3 separate regions of the Mus musculus genome follow, and all the other regions are linked to region 3. The links are chromatin contacts, called in public Hi-C and Micro-C maps. All regions are on one chromosome and are shown on one strand. The core of a region is the stretch at or near the end of the contact, and the rest is flanking DNA. Distances in the headings are between cores, read along the strand shown.

Region 1 (2,700 bases), core at 13-2,512, 1.0 Mb before region 3:
CTTTCCCAGTGAGTTCCCTCGGCACAGAACATGATCCCACTCCACTTGGCATCCTCTGTCTAGGCCACTGGACATAGCACTATCCACTCCCACGGTGTTTAGACAAAGCTTGTGTCTCCACAAGCCAAGGGGGTGGTGTGCATCACTAGCTCTCAGGTCACGACGGCAGTGCTCGTGTCTGACACCCCCAAGTTGGAGGGTCCTTCTCCAGGTTCAGAGGTTGCCCAAATCTTTGACATAGTAACAGTACTTTGTCATCTACGAACTTCACACCGGAGAACCATCCAATCCAATTTCCAGGAAGAAAAAGAAAAATTTAACAAATACCTCATACTGTTTTCAGTCAGTTTCTAATTTGATGGGAGGCAGGATTGGTATTGGCACTGAGAATCATGCAATTTGCAGACCGATGGCTGGCCAAGCCTTCTCAAGGCAGTAGTGTCTTCCGTGTGACAGGTAGGCTCTGAGGGGAATAGAAAGTGACTTCTTGAGAGCAAGGGCATCCTAGTGACTCCAGCCCTTCCTTGGCTTCTGTGCCTCCTCAGAACAAAAACAGGGCTTCCAGGATAGCATGAATATGTACCTGGCAGATGACCCCACGGGCGCTGTACACCTCACAATTAGATCCCTGAAAATCATGTAAGTGACATACTCACAGTATCAGCGCCACCTGCCAATAAGTCAGGTGGACAAAGCTTGGTCTCTCACACAATTAACATCTTTGGTGACACTGGAGGGCAGACAGATGTCCTGGTCACTGAAGAGGCATCTGAGTGATACCAGGTCCCTCAAGGCGCCTATTGACACTTCTAACCTGCAGATTTAGGGCAAGAACAACCTAAAGGGCCTGGGGGTGTCATGGACTCCCACCAAGAGTCAGGTAGGGACGTTCCCTCACTGTTGGCTTAGCAGAGGGCCCTGCATAGAGGTCCCAGGACTTTCACACATGTACCTGCACGCTTGTGCTTTGCTCCTGGCCCAGTCAGTAATTCCAATTGCTACAACAGAGAGGGGAAGGGGGCAAGGGGAAGGGGAGGGGGAGGGAGAGGGGAGACAGGCTGTCCAGTCGGTGTGAGAGTTAAGAGCCCAGCCACAGAAAGCCTCAGCTGCTCTTTCACCTTGAGACAAATGCCCCAGAACTAGCTAGACTTCGCTGCCTGCTGAGGTTCCTGCGGAGGTTCCCAAGCTCCGTGGGCTGAGGGCGGAGCAACGAGGCTCCGCCTTCAGGTTGATGTCAAGCTGGCCCTGTGGATCCAGCGGCAGTCTTCAGTTCTCAGGACGCCGCCGGCCGGAGGCGTAAAGGCCGGCTCCAGTGGACGATGCCGCTGTGCGCCCAGGATGTTGTCGCGTTTGCTCCCATTCCTCGTCACGATCTCCAGCCTGAGCCTAGAATTCATTGCATACGGTAGGCTCCCCAGCGCTCGCTCTGTTGCTTTAAAGTTCACATTCGCGGGAGAATCTGCTTGGATGGGCTGGGGTCCCGCCCCAGCTCCTTCATGCTGGCAAAACGGTCTCCGGCTCACCTGCTGTTTAAGTGGAGGAGGCTAAGATTAACTGTGGCTGTTTGGGAGTGGCCAGCGATGGATGGGTAAAGCCTATAGTTTCCGTCCTGTACGTACCCTTGTTCCTCAAATCATTATCCTACCACCTCCGGACAATCCATAACTTAGCCCTCACTTTTCGGCTGTTCTGGTTCTTCCGTGGGTCTGATCGTGCCCCTTCTTAGTTAGGCTCCTCTCCCTGAACCCTACCATCTCACCCCATCCCTTCTTTCTGCCCACCCTTCCCGACCACCCTGTTAGTCTTTAGCCCACAATTCATCTCCGCTGCCTGCTGCCCACCCCCCTCACACACACACACTTTACCCACTCCTCAGCTCAGGCTAGGTTCCTGTAGCCCAGGAGAGAATGAAAAAGTGGAGAGTTGGAGGGACCAAGTGGCACAGAAGTACGAAGACCGGGGACCCCAAAACACACTTTTACAGGAGTTCAAAGTAAAAAGAGCACAGTCAGTCATGTTATCTACAGAGGCACTGGGGATGTGCCCCGCTGAACATCACAAACACGGGCTGAGGTTTTCACTCCCCCTCTCAGAGTTTTGCAACTGAAACACAACCTTGAGATTCAAAGAAAGGGGTGGGGGGGGGGAAGGGCTGGGACAAGTATGTTTTCTGAGAATGACAGGGTCACTGAAAGAGAACTGAGAACTGTGACTCTCAGAGAGCTGGCAGTTTGGAGAAGGAAAGTGTTGCAGAGCTGCCTTCAAGAGGAGACATCTTAAAGGGTCAAGAAGGCTGGAGAGGAACAAGGGCTATTGTCCTTGCAACACACTTAAGCCCGCAGAACTCATCAGGAGAATTCAATAGGAATGCTTATTGTATTGTTACAAAAAGGGCAGAGGATCTCAAGGGGGTCACTCCTCTGCTCCTGGTCATACTGGCAAGCTGCTAGCTCCAGGCTCCTGTGTCAGCTCTTTAGAACTAATAGAGTGGGAGACTACAGGTACTTCACAGCTGAGTTTTCGAGGAGGCCAGGAGGCTGGACCGCTGACGTTCATTGTCTCCATTTGAGGCTCGCCTAGGCATCTGATTATACTGATGTCCATGTCTGAGCTACAGCTTTCCTAGAAACTAGGGACTGTGGGGATACCCTGTGCCTGGACCACAAGATGTCTGTGTAGACAAGCAGGGTGCCTACGGAT
Region 2 (2,700 bases), core at 132-2,631, 1.1 Mb after region 3:
TTCCCACCTACACGGATTGAAGCTCAGAAGAGACTGAAGATAATTGTATAAAAGGAATAGTCGCTTGATGTTTACAGGCAGAATTGGAGAACTATATTGTGTCGTGGTCCCTCATTTCCTCAGGGACAGATTTATTCAATCAGAAAACTACATGGTTAGCTGAATGTCTCTACCCCATCGAAAGAGAAACCAGAAAACATTTGGGAACTCTTCAAAGGGATCCCTCGTGCTGTGCTGTTTACCGGACAGATGTATTACTTCTTCCATCTCTTTTCACAACACGCTTATTAACTTGCTGTGGAAAGCACCATGCGTTCTCAATTTGGCAAACAATACAGTTCATTTTGCCAAGGCAAAACAGCCTAAAAGCAATATTTATATCAGGAACTCCTGGCTTAAGTGTGGGCCCAGATCCTTTCTCCACAGCCTCTTCTGGCCATCCCCCCACCCCTTTCCCCTCCGTGCTGTGGGACTAGGCCAGCAGGTGCCCCAGGTGATTGGCTCACCCCAAAACCTGTGTGTGTGTGTGTGTGTGTGTGTGTGTGTGTGCGCGCGCGCGCAGGTTTGCCTAACACTGTCGGGGGCCCGTGGACCTGGGCTCGCACGCAGTCATCAAAAGCATTTGACACCGGGAACGAATACATTCTCTTAAAGAATAAAAGTTTCCAGCCCGGGAGTTCCGAAGAACCTCTAAACGTGAACTCCTCGAGACTGTGGAATGGCTCCTCTGCTGTCCCGGGTGGATTGTACACTGTGGGCTGCACCTCGAGAGCATTCGAGGGGCAAGAAGGCAGCAGTGCCCGCTTCGCCACACAGAACTACTTTTTCGCTTCCCTCTATCCCCCGCGACAGCACTGAGCGGAAGTATCTGCTCAAGTTTGGAGAGTCCGGGAAGCGGAGGGATCCCGGGTGAAGCGGCTTCCCGAAGTCCCAGGGAGAAGGGCCCAAAAAAGTCGGCGGGGGAGGGGACGGCTCGGCGCGCTCCAGTCGCGCCGGGCCGAGGGGACAGAACCGGAACCGGAACCCGCGCGCGCGCCCGCCCGCAGCGGTCGCAAGGCTCGTCACCGCCGGCGGCCCCCTCCACCCTGGGCGCGCTCCCGCGAGTGCCCCTGAGACCGGGCGAACGGCCCTGCGCACCGAGCCTCCACCGCCACCGCCGCCGCCGCTGCTCGGGGGCCGGGCTTCCGGGCCGGGCCGAGACCTCCCGCTCCTCGCGGGAGCCGCCGCCTACCAGAGCGTCGGGGAGGAGCCGCCGTGCCACTGCGGAAGAAGCGCGGGGGCCTCCGAGGGATGGGGAGCTGCCCCGGGCGCTGAGACAGGGTCCCTGTCAGCGCGGCGGCCGGAGCCGGGTGGGGGCGGCGCGGAGCAGCTCAGGGCCCTCGGCCCGGGGACATGGGGCGGCGCGAGTCCGGCGCGGGACGGTGTGAGACGCGGCGGAGGCTGCGGCCACGAGTGGCCCGCAGCCCCAGATAGAGCGGGGACCCGAGGGCCGGGCCCCGCCGACTCGGGACCGAAGCCGACGCCCGTCCCTGAGCCGATCCTGCCCCAGCTCCGGAGGGATCCCGGTTCCCGTCCTACGGCTCGCGACTTCCCTCTGTGACGAAGTTTTCTCTCCGTGCCTTGCTGAGGATCGTTCTTAGTTCTTGAGCTCGCCTTGTGGCCGACTTGCTCGGTTTGTTTGGGGAGATAACTTGTTTTGCCTCAGCCCGCATCCCCTTTCCTTGACCCCTTGCAATCGGATGTTCTAGATGACTGAATGGAGTTTTGAGTTGGACTTTTGTGTCCCTGCCGAAATTGGGCCTGATCCCAGAGCACTGGGGGTGGGGTGTGGAGGTGTTACTGTAAAATGCAAGTTGGATAAAAAGAAGACCTCTCGCCAAGGGCCCCAATGAGTGGCACACAGTCTACTATCACGGACAGGTGGGTATGAAGTTCCTCGGTCGCTAACCTTCCCTGGATTCGGTCCCACGCAGCAGGGGAGTCGGTGATGCAGATTTGCCTTCAGCTAGTGCAATTGACAGGCATAGGAAAGAGGGTTGTTTCGGAGCTGTGCAATTAGTCTAGGGTTGCTGCCAAGTTAACCGGTTGATTGAATTTGGAAATGCAGGTTTTTTTGGGAGAGAAACTTTCCCCCATATTCTCAGAGGAAATGAAGGAAAACCATGATTGTGGTTTTCTGTCGGGTGCATTAAGATTGTGTACTCGTTTTGGAACCAGAGGGAGGTCATTTTGGGTGAAGGTCAGAGCTTGAGGTCGGTGGGTACTGGTGCATCATCGGGTGGATTCCTGTCCTGTGGTAGTTCTAGACTCACAATTTTAGGAGTTTCTGTCTGTGAACTTAATTTTCATCCTGCTGCATTGTGATTTGTGACTCTGATCTTTTTACGTGTTGACCTGCACAGTGTTTAATTATTAATTACCTAATTTTCCAGAATGTTGACATTACCAGTAAATCACGGGTTCTTGCTGGGGACAGTTTCCAGGAGCTAAAGGAAATGAGGGAAAAATCATGGGGCCTGCTTCTAATTATTCTTTTTTTTTTTTTTTTTTTTTTTAACATTTCATCTTTCAGAAGCCCTAGCATTTAAAGATGTAAACTCTAGCTCTGGTTTAGGCATGGCAGGTGGATCTTGTTTGTTAATCGGGTGACACGGTGTGGTGTGTAGAGTATGTAGTCCAAGTGTAGTTCTTAAAGAGGTC
Region 3 (2,700 bases), core at 165-2,664:
AGGTCTTAAAGATGACTGACTTGCAGCCGGGCGTGGTGGCGCACACCTTTAATCCCAGCACTTGGGAGGCAGAGGCAGGTGGATTTCTGAGTTCGAGGCCAGCCTGGTCTACAGAGTGAGTTCCAGGTCAGCCAGGACTACACAGAGAAACCCTGTCTCGAAAAAAAAAAAAAAAAATGACTGATTTGCAACCCAAAGTTGTGGGACTGAATAATTCTGGTGTTCAGAGACTGTTTTCTTTCTTCAAGTACTGGACAAGTTCAACAACCTACCAGCCAAAGGCTTGGTGGCAGAACTGAGTACTTAATGTCACCAAATGGTTTTGGAGCTAAAAAAATATTAGCAAACCAAGGTTGGGTACTTTCTTCTTCTTTGGAAAAGAAGTTCCTATTTTCAAAGTACTTCTAGTGAAGTCTGAAGATTAGGGAAGTGAAGGTGTCCGGGAGCTGAATTTCTGTTCCCTCCATGCAAGTGGCTCACAGCCTCTGTGGGCGGGGCCTCGTGCCGCCAGCGCATTCCGCTGAGCAATAGAATATCTTTAAAGTACATATTCAGTTCCCAGAAAAGGAATTGCTCTTCAGAAAGAAAAAGATCAAAAGGAAGTTACTTGTTTTAAAAAGGTTAAAAAGTCTGGAAGAAGCGCGTGAGACGCGAGTGTCCTTAACCTTAAACCTTTATGTGACTTAGTCTGCAAAAAGCTGCAGCAACTGAATTCCCAACCTTTGAGGGTTATAAATACCAAGGCGATTTTTAATCCCTGCGCTCGGGAGGTAGAGGCATGTGAATCTCTGTGAGTTCAGAGCCACCCTGGTCTACACAGCGAGTTCCAAGGCAGCCAGGGCTACATGGTGAAACAAGATGGTGGAATAGGGATATAGCTCAAGGTGGGGTACTTGTCTAGGATGTGTGAGGTCGTAGGTTCAATTCCAATCACCACAAAAATAAAAACACTAAGGGGAAGAAAACGAACTTTGGCTTTCTTTTTCCATCTTTCCACAAGATGAGGCAGATAACTCGAAGCTCAATATCCACATTTAGAAGACTCCTTCCATCCCTACCCGTCTTAATCCGAGCACAGCCATGACTCAACTCCCGGAGGCAACAAGCCCAGGCCACAACGAACATGGACGGCCAGGCTTCTCTTCTGCCTAGTGCGCAGGTTCTACCTTGGACCCCACCTCTTTCCTTCCATTCCTCTCTTCTCCAGCAGAGGGCGCAGGCACTGAGTTTTCTTTGGGCTCCGCCCCGCCCGTCCCAGTGGGTCAGGGCGGGAGCAGTGGGCGCGGAAACTTGGTCGAGGCTTTCCGGGAGCCGCGGGGCACGCGGGTGCACGCGAGCTCGTGCGCGCGTTGGGGGTCGCCGCGGCGTGCCGTGCTTGCCCGTCTCCGGCGCGCGCCCCCGCGTTGCGCCGGCCGCGCTCGCGCCCGCGCAGGGGCGCGCCTCAGGGCGGGCGCCTCCCTCTCACTCCCTGGGCTGCGAGCGCCGGCGGTGGTTGCCGGAGAGGCCCCTCCTTCTCGCCCGGCTCCATTCCCTCGCTCGCGGCCGAGCGGGCTCCCGACCCTCCGCTGGCCATGGCCGGCAACGTGAAGAAGAGCTCGGGCGCCGGCGGCGGCGGCTCTGGGGGCTCGGGAGCGGGCGGCCTGATCGGGCTCATGAAGGACGCCTTCCAGCCGCACCACCACCACCACCACCTCAGCCCGCACCCTCCCTGCACGGTGGACAAGAAGATGGTGGAGAAGTGCTGGAAGCTCATGGACAAGGTGAGCGGCCTGCGGGCGCGCGCGGCGCCGGGTGGGCGTGGGCGGTGGGGCGCCAGGGAGGGCTGCCGTTGGCAGTTGGGAACGTTGAGGTGTGGGGGAGCCAGACAAAGATGGGGTGGGGGCTGGGGGAGGGCTGGTCACCGCGCCACCCGGGCGGAAGTGCGATGGGGGTGCGGAGCTTGGGGATGTGGGTCGTCGAGTGAGCCCCGGGAGGTGGGCCTGGGGTGCTGGGGGTGGGATGTGTGTTGGATCTGCCGGCTACGGCTCCGGGTTTGGAAGAGGAGTCGCCCTGGGTGAGGGACTTGGGTTCAGGAGGCGGCCCGGCTGACTGCGGTCAGGGTGAGCTTATAGTTTTTTCTCATTAAGATGTAGCACACAGATCAAAGAAAAAGAGGTGGGTTTAAATGGGGGCAGGGAAGGAAGGAACTTCCCTTCTCCGCTAAGGATGGCTTAAGTTTTTGTCTTGCAAAGTGTTGGATGTAATCCATCGCTGCTGCTGAGATAGGCACTGGTTAAACCACAAGTTCTGGTTAGAACCATTATCTTTCGAAAGGTGGACTGACTGAGCGTGCTGAATTAATAGTCTGACTTCTACAGAACTTCCTGCTTGCTCTCGGTGCTTTTCGCTGGGCTGTAGTGTTTGATTTTTGTAACGGGCCTACCTGCTTATTATTTAAGACCCCTTTGATAGCCATTATAAAATCAGGTGCGGGGGTGGGGTTGCCTATGGTTAGCCCTTTAAGTCTGTCAATCAGGAGAATCTTACTTCCTTACAGTTGAGCCTGTATAATGTAGTCTTGTAGTTGGCCCCAGTACTTAAACGTGAATACACAATCTTGTCTTAACATTTTGTTGGAAGTCAGTGCTCTGTTTCCTTAACTCTTACCACAGTTATTATTTTTTTCAACATTCCTACTGCAGATAAATGTGATTAGGAGGC

What was found. A called contact is a pair of places that touch in the nucleus more often than the background predicts.
Region 1: a Hi-C map of B cells shows a contact between it and region 3, with 6 read pairs. The contact joins the promoter of Il10ra here to the promoter of Cbl in region 3. A contact is called at or near these places in 1 of 39 promoter capture datasets (pre-B cells) and 1 of 484 Hi-C or Micro-C datasets (B cells).
Region 2: a contact with region 3 is called in a Micro-C map of embryonic stem cells, with 17 times the contacts expected there. The contact joins the promoter of Arhgef12 here to the promoter of Cbl in region 3. A contact is called at or near these places in 4 of 39 promoter capture datasets (hippocampal neurons, liver and stem cell-derived epiblast-like cells), 4 of 484 Hi-C or Micro-C datasets (B cells and embryonic stem cells) and 1 of 115 datasets of contacts at active chromatin or transcription factors (pancreatic cancer cells).

What each region holds. Positions count from the first base shown.
Region 1 is chr9:45,267,711-45,270,410 of GRCm38.p6, reverse strand. Il10ra (interleukin 10 receptor, alpha) reads left to right here and starts at 1,262. Exons shown (of 7, transcript NM_008348.3): 1 at 1,262-1,405. The coding sequence starts at 1,339.
Region 2 is chr9:43,104,399-43,107,098 of GRCm38.p6, reverse strand. It overlaps Arhgef12 (Rho guanine nucleotide exchange factor (GEF) 12), which reads left to right and starts at 1,381. Exons shown (of 41, transcript NM_001359232.1): 1 at 1,381-1,920. The coding sequence starts at 1,889.
Region 3 is chr9:44,232,760-44,235,459 of GRCm38.p6, reverse strand. Cbl (Casitas B-lineage lymphoma) reads left to right here and starts at 1,414. Exons shown (of 16, transcript NM_007619.2): 1 at 1,414-1,760. The coding sequence starts at 1,572.